Regions from separate parts of the Rattus norvegicus genome. Here region 1 is linked to region 2. Evidence: chromatin contacts called from public Hi-C data. All regions are on one chromosome and are shown on one strand. The core of a region is the stretch at or near the end of the contact, and the rest is flanking DNA. Distances in the headings are between cores, read along the strand shown.

The links. A called contact is a pair of places that touch in the nucleus more often than the background predicts.
Region 1: a Hi-C map of liver shows a contact between it and region 2, with 4 times the contacts expected there. The contact joins two enhancer-like sites. A contact is called at or near these places in 3 of 12 Hi-C or Micro-C datasets (hepatocytes, kidney and liver).

Annotation. Positions count from the first base shown.
Region 1 is chr7:25,943,582-25,947,978 of GRCr8, forward strand. No RefSeq gene overlaps it. Among named protein-coding and RNA genes, the nearest start is that of Slc17a8, 10 kb to the left of the region's middle. Within about 2 kb of position 1,495, at least 6 of the 93 cell types and tissues checked have an H3K27ac peak or open chromatin away from gene starts, as enhancers often do. A contact at or near this core is called in liver, where this site is marked.
Region 2 is chr7:25,862,439-25,867,047 of GRCr8, forward strand. No RefSeq gene overlaps it. Among named protein-coding and RNA genes, the nearest start is that of Nr1h4, 35 kb to the left of the region's middle. Within about 2 kb of position 2,448, at least 1 of the 93 cell types and tissues checked has an H3K27ac peak or open chromatin away from gene starts, as enhancers often do. A contact at or near this core is called in liver, where this site is marked.

The DNA of each region.
Region 1 (4,397 bases), core at 245-2,744, 80 kb after region 2:
TTCTTCTAATGACTCTCCCCACCGGGGAAATATCCCTGACAAAACTTTCTCCAGCTTCTTTAGGATGCCCCTGGGAAACAGGCTAATGTGAATCGCTTGGGGAACAGCGACACCTTCTGGCAGTTTGTAGATTAAACAGATTCACAGCATACACGCCTCCCAGAAATCAGCCAGTCTTCATGAAGTTATTTATTCTAAACCATTTCAAACCCCTGTGGATTAAATCTCTAAAATACTTTAATAAAATATTTCAAAATATCAATGGTTTGATACAAATAACACTGTTGGTTGCTTTGGTGTTTGTTTTGTTGTTGCCTTAATACCAAATATGTTAACCTAACACTAATTCCACTTTTTCTACTCATCGAAAGTTTTTGAAAGAGAGCTGGGGTGATGGGCCACCAGGCACAAGCGCTTGCCACGCAAGCATGAGGACCAGAGTCCTGATACCCAGAGGGCATGGCGGACGCCTGTAAGCTTCATACTCTAGAGACGGCGTAACTCCAGAGCTAGGAGGCTGCCTCAGAGTGTGACAGAGAGTGATAGAAAAAGATGCCCGGGGCTGGGGATTTAGCTCAGTGGTAGAGCGCTTACCTAGGAAGCGCAAGGCCCTGGGTTCAGTCCCCAGCTCCGAAAAAAAGAACCAAAAAAAAAAAAAAAAAAGAAAGAAAAGAAAAGAAAAAGATGCCCAATGCCAACCATCTATACCCAGACACATGTGTGCCCAGATATGTGAACACACACATATGCACACTCACAACATATGCATAGAAAAAGTGTCCAAAACCCCAAAGCCAGGTAGGTGTCCGTGGTTCATGCTTTTCATGCCAGCATTTGACAGATAGAAGCAAGACGGCCGCCCAGGAGTTTAAGGCCAGCCTGGGCTATACTGTGAAACAGATGTTAATTGGCCAGCCGGTACAGTGATGCACTCCTGTGATCTCAGCCCTTGAGGAAGCTGAGGCAGGAGGATCTCAAGTTTCAGACCAGCCTAGGATACATCGTGAGACCGTGTTTAAAAATAATATTATCAGGCAATGGTAGAGCATGCTGTTAATCCCGGCACTCGAAAAGCAGAGGCAAGTGGATCTCTGGGAATTCAAGACCACTCTGATCTGTGGGGCAGCCAGGGCTACATAGCAAAACCCTGTCTCAAAAGCAAAACAAAACAAAACAACAGTAGACTAAATAACAATGGTGATGATAAGCGAATTTGGTTAATTCAATATGACCCCTGATTTCAGAAGGACTTGAGTTATCTCAACCAATCTCCTCAAGATTTCCAATTTAAGCTGAGAAAATGGGGCTTCTCCATAACCCTTCGTTAACACAAGTATCCTTCTAAAAGGGCTCTGAATGCCCAAGCTCAGGCCCTGTCTCCTCCGTGAAGAGCTTCCCTAGAAGCTAGCCCAAGTGCCTGCTCCCTGGTTCCCAGCCACAGTCTATGCCCCCACCCCCGCAACCCCCCCCTCTCTCTCTTGAGGGCATGCGCGCACGCAAGCGCTATCACTCTCTCTGCCTGCTTACTCATACTCCGCAAACCTGGGAGCCAGGCCACAGCCCGTTGATATTTGTATCCCAAGAATTTCACAATTCCAAGTCTGCAACACCTTGGAAGCTTACTTTTTTTTTAAGAATGAATGGACTCAAGTTGTGCTCTGTGACAAGCTGTGAGGTTTTTTTTTTTTTTTTTTTTCTTCATTCAAGTACTTGGAAGGCATTCAGCATTGTGACGAAGTGCGAATGTCTAGAGCACTTACCAATCTACAGCAGCCACGCCAGGAACTTCACACACTCTACCACCCTCCCTGTGCTGGGAAGGTGTGACCCGTAATTTGCCTGAAAAAAAAAAAAAAGTACTCTGCATTGTGAAAGACTCGGATTTAACCTCATTCTGTGTAAATATTTACTCTAATTCCAAAGCAGGAGCCTCCATGAACTTTGTGTGCTTCTATTTTTAAGAAAGCAAATCATGGACTGGAGACGTGGTTCTGTGGTCAAGTTGGCAGCGTGGCTGCTTATGGAGGACCGACGGTTGGTTCCCAGCATTAACACTGCTGGCTCACAACGATCTGGGACTCTAGTTCCAGAGATCTGACACACTCTTCTGGCCTCTGGGAGCACCTACACTCATCTGTACAAACTTGCACCCAGGCATACACATATATACATCAATTAAAATAAAATGTTTATACAAAAAGCAAATCATAGTCCAGAAGGGCATAAAAACAACAAACAAACAAAATGTTGAAGTCAGAAATGTAAGCATTGAACTCTGTGTCCTAGTGATGCCCTGTTTCGTTAGTATAATGCCCTAAAAACTTGGTTGTCCCTTTTTGCTCTCGGTACCTGATTTACTATTTGGCTATTCTAAAAAGAACAGAGCAACCAGTTGCTTAGAAGTACATGTGCTAATTCCTCTTCTGTTGCTGCGATAACATCCCAACAAAAATCAGGAGAGAGAGAGAGAGAGAGAGAGAGAGAGAGAGAGAGAGAGAGAGAGAGAGAGAGAGGAGATGGAGGAGGGGGAGGAGAAGGAGGAGGGGGAGGAGGAGGAGGAAGAGGAGGAGGAAGAGGAGGAAGAGGGAGGGGAGAGAGAAAGAAGGAGGGAGGGAGAGGAAGAGAGAGGGGGGAGAGAGGGGAGAGAGGAGAGAGGAGAGAGGAGAGAGAGAGAGAGAGAGAGAGAGAGAGAGAGAGAGAGAGAGAGAGAGCTGTTCAGTTTACAGTTCCAGGTTATATAGTTTGTCATGGTGGGGAAGCCAAGGCAGAAACTTGAAAACAACAAGTACGTTGTATCTACAATCAGGGGCAGTGAGAGCAAATGCAAGCTCAGTGAATTTCTCTGCTCTTATACCATTCAGAATCTCCTGCGTGGTGGATGGTGCCCCCCACAGTGAGCTGAGTCTTTCCGGGCCATTTACTTAAGGTTCCCCCCCCCCAATGTGTCCATAGGCCAACTGCGTGTAGACAGTCCTTCCTTGAGACCATTATCTGGGAGAATTTCAGGTTGTAACAGGTTGACAACCTTCCTTACCCCTGACCTGAAGTCCGACATTTGTCCTTCACCAACTCAGAGAAGCTATTCCAGAGTAGAGTTTACCAGACATTCCTGGCGCCAATATTGGTTTCATAACTGTTCAAAGCTAAATGTGACAAAGGTAACAGTCCATGGCCCCTAATCCAGCCACCAGGGGCACAGAAGGCTCCAGTGGGTTTAATTCAGAGTGTCTAGAGACGGGAATACTTACATCCGAGTCTATTCAAAGACATTTCTGAAAGGGAGATTTTTGACAATTGCTCTCTGGTAAGTGTAGGTAGGGTTGTTGCTGGGAGAACGTCAGTCACATGATCACACAGTTGGACCTGAAACCTAGACTAACTCCTTAGATATGAGCAGTCCGACAAGCATAGCTGCCTCCGTGGAAAGCCTTTCCCTCCATTTACAAAACTGACCTTCCGTAACTTGGCTTGGTGACGAATGCCTGTAATCCCAGAACCCAAGAGGCTGGGGTGACAGTCAAGACAGCAAGACTTTGTCTCATAATCCGGTAAACTCAAACAGGACTTCAGTTTGGGTTTGTTGTTTTTTTTTTTTTTTTTTCTTTTACAATTTTGGCTTTGTTCCGACTCATGAACAAATAAGTAACTTTGGCCTGATTCCTTAAAACACAGAAGACAAACACACCTTTATCTGGCTCCAGAGTCCACGCACTGCATGCTTTTAGCATGCCTTTGGCATGCCGCACTTTGGGGACGTGACATCACTGCAGTTGGAAAGGCCAGCGGGCTTAGGGTCATGAGGGAGATTTAAACTTTCCCCAATGTCGATTCTTATGTAAAAATTCTAGACACGTCTCTATACTGAACCTTTGCAGAAAACATAAAAAGTCAGACACAAAGTTCATCAGCAACCTAGGCTGCTGGTGTGTGTGTGTGTGTGTGTGTGTGTGTGTGTGTGTGTGTGTGTGTGAGAGAGAGAGAGAGAGAGAGAGAGAGAGAGAGAGAGAGAGAGAGAGAGAGCAAGCATCAGATCTGAAGGAACTAAACCACATCTCCACCATCTTTAGCACATACAACCCTGCTTGTTCTTCCTGTGAGATACCTTTTCCCTCTGACTGCCCCTAAACTTACTATGTAGCCCAGGCTGGCCTCCAGTGCACAGCCATCTACCTGCTCAGTCTCCCAAATGCTGGGATTGCACACCTGAGCTACCATGCCCAGCTCAGAACTTTTCAAAAGGGAAGCTTTACTATAGAACCTGTGAGTAACACCCATGCCTTTTGCTAGCAGATATGTATACCATGGACCTGCTTTTAAAAAAAAAAAAAAAAAAAAGTCTTGCAGCAGGGTCAGGCAGGAGGCAGAAACCACACTATTTGAACAGGGGAAAAATTGTA
Region 2 (4,609 bases), core at 1,198-3,697:
TATTTTTTTAGCAGTAGTTAAAGCAAAGGACCTGGAAATCTAGAAAACTTAAAGACAGTCCCTCAAGCATTTGTTTACATTAATCTAGTCATATAATGTCAAGGAAAGGTTGAATGTTGCCAGTGTCACTTTTTTCATGCTAGAGTTTGAACCAGAGGCTCAAGGGTTTTCTCGCAGAAACACCGTCCTGATCACATTATTTTTCCCACTGCGGTCATGTGATGATCACAGGAGCAGGGGTGCTGTCGCACTCCTCGTCCTCTGCATGTAACATTCCCTTCCACAAAACAGGTATCAGAGATCATATATGAGGTAAATGGACCCGGGAGGGAGCGGGAGAGTTTGCAGTGGGATGGAGGATGGCTAATGCTTCCTGCAAGGGAATGGCTGTCCCCAGTCCTAAGCACTTGACCCTGCCGCCCAGCAGAGTTCAGACCTGGAGTTCCCTAGTTTCTGCACCTGTAGTTCTTACTGTGAGTCTTATCACAGATCAGATACATGGTGTGGAGAGGCTCTCTAATGAAGCCGGTAAGGGAACAGATGTTCTTACGTTCAAAAATTATGTTCATCAAACCGCTCTTATGTCAGCTATCCAGATGCTGTTGGCTAATGAAAGTGTGTGTTGGGCACCAGGGGCTAGAAACTCGGAGGAAGCATCTTTGTTATTCCATTACATGAAGAACCAGAAATGACAGGAAGAGTTGAAGCAAAGTAATTACCTTGTGAATTCAGGCCCTGCCACAAGCTGCCTGCCTCAACAGCCGCCTTATTCACTAATGATTAACCTGGCATAGATCTACGTATTTTTCTCAAATGTCTCTGAGAACATCTCTTTCATTTAGTCATACCAACACTCATTTACTAAGAACCTACTAAGTGCCTCGGCCAGTAGTATTCCAAACAAAGCCACTGTTCCCATGGAAGTCCCATTTATTGCCTCAGAATCAGGGCAGAAGAATAATTGATATTTCACAGCAAAAGAAATGAAGGTTCAGAGAGTCCAAGGGCTCTATTGACCATAGTCTCAAGAATGGCCCAAGCAGAGGGCCTAAAGGAATCAGATTCTGATTTTTGTTCTTTAAAGACTATGCCTTTTAATGGACTGTTTTTGATAAACTGCTTTGTAGTGTTTCAATGTCTTCTCTGACCATGAACTACTTGTTAATATATTACATATATTGGGAAAATTCTGGAACCCTCCATTCCCTTGTGGCCTTGTGCTTAGTGGATTCAGTCCAGGAAGAGAGATGGACCCCTTTCAAGAATGGGGCCCTCCAGTCCCTTAGCAAATTTTATCCAAATTCCACCGCTGCCTTCTACCAGCATGGCTACCACCTGATTTTAACTGCGAGCGCTCATTTCTGAAGACTGTGCCCTGCCCTTCCTTCCTTCCCACCCTCACTCAGCCAGGGGATCTTTTCAGTAGTAATCTGGATTCTATTATTTATCTTCCCAACCCTGTCTGAGGCTTCCTCGGTTGCCTGGAGGAAGTAGTGTCTTTCTGTACAGCGCCACCCACAGCCTTGCTTTGACCTCAGCTCACCACCCACCACTCTCCCCTCTGTGCTTAGGTTTCTAGTAAGAGCGCTCTGCTTGGTGTCTCTCACCTTCAAAGAGTGTTTCTACCTCAGAGCCTTCGCCTTTCTCCTTTCTACATCAAAAATGTCATCCAGGGCGTCTACATCTCCTCTAAGCTTTTGTGCCAGGGTTGCCATCCATGACCACCGATCTTGAACTTGCCTCTGGGTGTTTCCAAGCCCCCTTTACTTGTTCTACATTTTTCTCACCACACTCACCACCCTTAAAAAATGAACATTACGTTTTACTGTCTTTATTTCTCCGCAAATGCAAGAATTTCTTTTCCTTTAAATATGTGTGCTTTCAAATACTCCAGAAGCTCGAGGGCTATACCTGCTATTCCTAGACAGCACCCACTGAATATGCTGTCATCATCAATCATTGGTGAATGCCAAGGGACAGGAATGACGAGGCCTTGGAGACGGTTTCCCACTTGGATGCACCGTCGTTTAGAGAAAAGCCAATGACTTTCATAGTCAAGGATGATTAAGATTTGACTCCCAGGTCTTCTGCCAAATGTGTGCGTCCTTGAGGAAATTATTTAACCTCCATGTGTCTTCATCTCTCGTCAAAGGAAAGATCATACCTGTCTCAGCATGTTGCAGTAGTGACAGGGATGACACAAGGGTCAAAGGTCGGCTTTGAACTGAGAACAGTTAGTATTTCTCTCAAACCAGAAATTTCTGCTTACCTCAGCCAGACTTTATTTAGTACAAGTTTTGAGTCTGCTCTTTTGTTCCCTGGTCTCTGGTCAGAGAGACTACCACGAAAAGGGGGCTGATGGAACCTCGGGCCTCCCAAGACATTGCTTCACCCTTCCCAATAGATTAACTAATCTATAGCTACCCGCTACTGGGCCTTTCGAAAGTCAACAGATAATAACAGGAGATAAATAAAACCTTTGCCACTCTCTGCTGCCTCAGTTTAATACAGGAGCTGCCAACATGAATTGCATCAGGAACCTTTGAACAGCCCAGCAAATGGTATGTACTGATAAACATTTGTTTCCAATGAAGCTCCTCTTCCTGGAATTTCTCAGTAATTACCCAAATCCCCCAAGACCCTCTTAGATGGAAATTTGGAGCAGTTGACCCCAAGCATCTCCTCACCAAGCATCCCCCTTGTTTCCCCCATAGTCTCCCTCCCATAAATCCTAGGCTTTCAGCCCTTTTTTTTTCCCCTACCAAAATATATTGATGCATTACATAATTGTTTCTGTGTTTTTTGAAATGGATCTAACTGACAAGCCTGGTCAAAGGCCTATCTATGCTCATGAGAACTTTTGATCAGCCTGGATGCGACTCATGGTACAAGGCGTATTTCCAGCCAAACACAAAGAAATCTGGTGGTTTTAGATAGGCTGAGCCAGCCCACTTGGTGTAGAAACATGTTCGCTCGCTCATGTTACATATATTTAATGAATGCCGATCAATCTGTCAGGCACAATTTTGTGCCACAGATGTAGCAATCAAAGGGACACACAAACGATCCCCTCCACCCCCGGGCTCTGCATGGAAAAGACGGGATTCACACTGGAAGGCCCTGAATGGAACCCAACCATTTGCTTGAGCAGCAGATAGAAGCCCAGTGAGGCAGACACACAGGAGACATCTAAAGAAACAAACTGAAGACGGTTTGAGGGTATATTGAGGACCAGCTTTTTATGGGAAAAATGAACCATGACCCACTCTGTGTGTGTGTGTGTGTGTGTGTGTGTGTGTGTGTGTGTGTGTGTGAGAGAGAGAGAGAGAGAGAGAGAGAGAGAGAGAGAGAGGATGTGTGTATGCACAGTGTATGTGTAGTCTGCACAATCATGTTGACACATACCCATGTATTCACATGCCACACAGAAGCCAGAACAAGGCATCAGTGTCTTCTTGTACCACTCTGTCTTACTGCCTTGAGGCAAAGTCTTTTACTGAACCAAGAGCTCTCTGTTTCAGATAACCTAACTGTCCTACAAGCTCTCAGGATCTAATTCTCAGTATCCATCTGCCTCAGCCCATGTCCAACCAACACTGAGGTTACGGGCATGCACAGCCACACGTGGCATTTTATGGGAGCTCTGGGGATTCAAACTCATTACACTTGCAAAGCAAGAACCCTTACCCACTGAGCCATCCCCCCAGCCCCCATAATCTTCTATTTTAATAACATCCCATTAATTGCGGGGAGCCAATGAGACGTTTCTACCATTTGAAACATTGAAAAAGCCCCATGAAACAAGAGTCAAAAGTTTCCTTAAAGAGGCAGGATATAGGCATTGTTTCGAATGTCCAAAAAGTAGAAATAAACCCAATTCCTATCAACTGATGCATAAAAATAATGCACAGTGTATTCATATAGTGAAATACTGTTCCTTTGGAAATGGCTGTAGTATATAGATGAACCTCAAAGCCATGCTAAGTGAAAAAAGCCATACACAAAAGGCCGTACTTTATTGAAGGCTAATTATATGAAGTGGCCACAATGGGCAAACCCATAGGTACAGGAAGTAGGTAGGGAAGGGAAGGATGACTATTAATGAGTACAGTGTTTCTTTCTGTAATGATTGAAAGTCACAAGGACACCACAAAAGGACACACAGAGTCAACTAACCTGAAACCATGGGGGCTCAACAGAGCCTGGGCCACTAACCAGGGATCGTGCAGGAGCTGGACCTAGACCCCTACACATTTATACACATGTGCAGCTTTGTTTTCATGTGGTTCCCCTCACAAGTAGAATGGGAGCCGTCTCAGTCTCTGTTTCCTGCCAATGGAACGAACTACTTCCCCTACCTGGACTGCCTGGTTAGGCCTCAGTGGGAGAGGGGGTACCTAGTCCTGCTGGGACTCGATGTCATGGGGGGAGGTGGTACCCAAGGAGGGGCTCTCTTTCTCTGAGGAAGGGGAGGGAGCAATGGGGGGGTTGTAAGTGTGAGATTGGGAGGAGAGGAATGAGTGGGGGCTGTGATCTGGATGTAAAGTGAATAAGAAAATAAATTTTAAAAAAATCACACAGTCAATGTGTGTAATTTATATCCCATTTG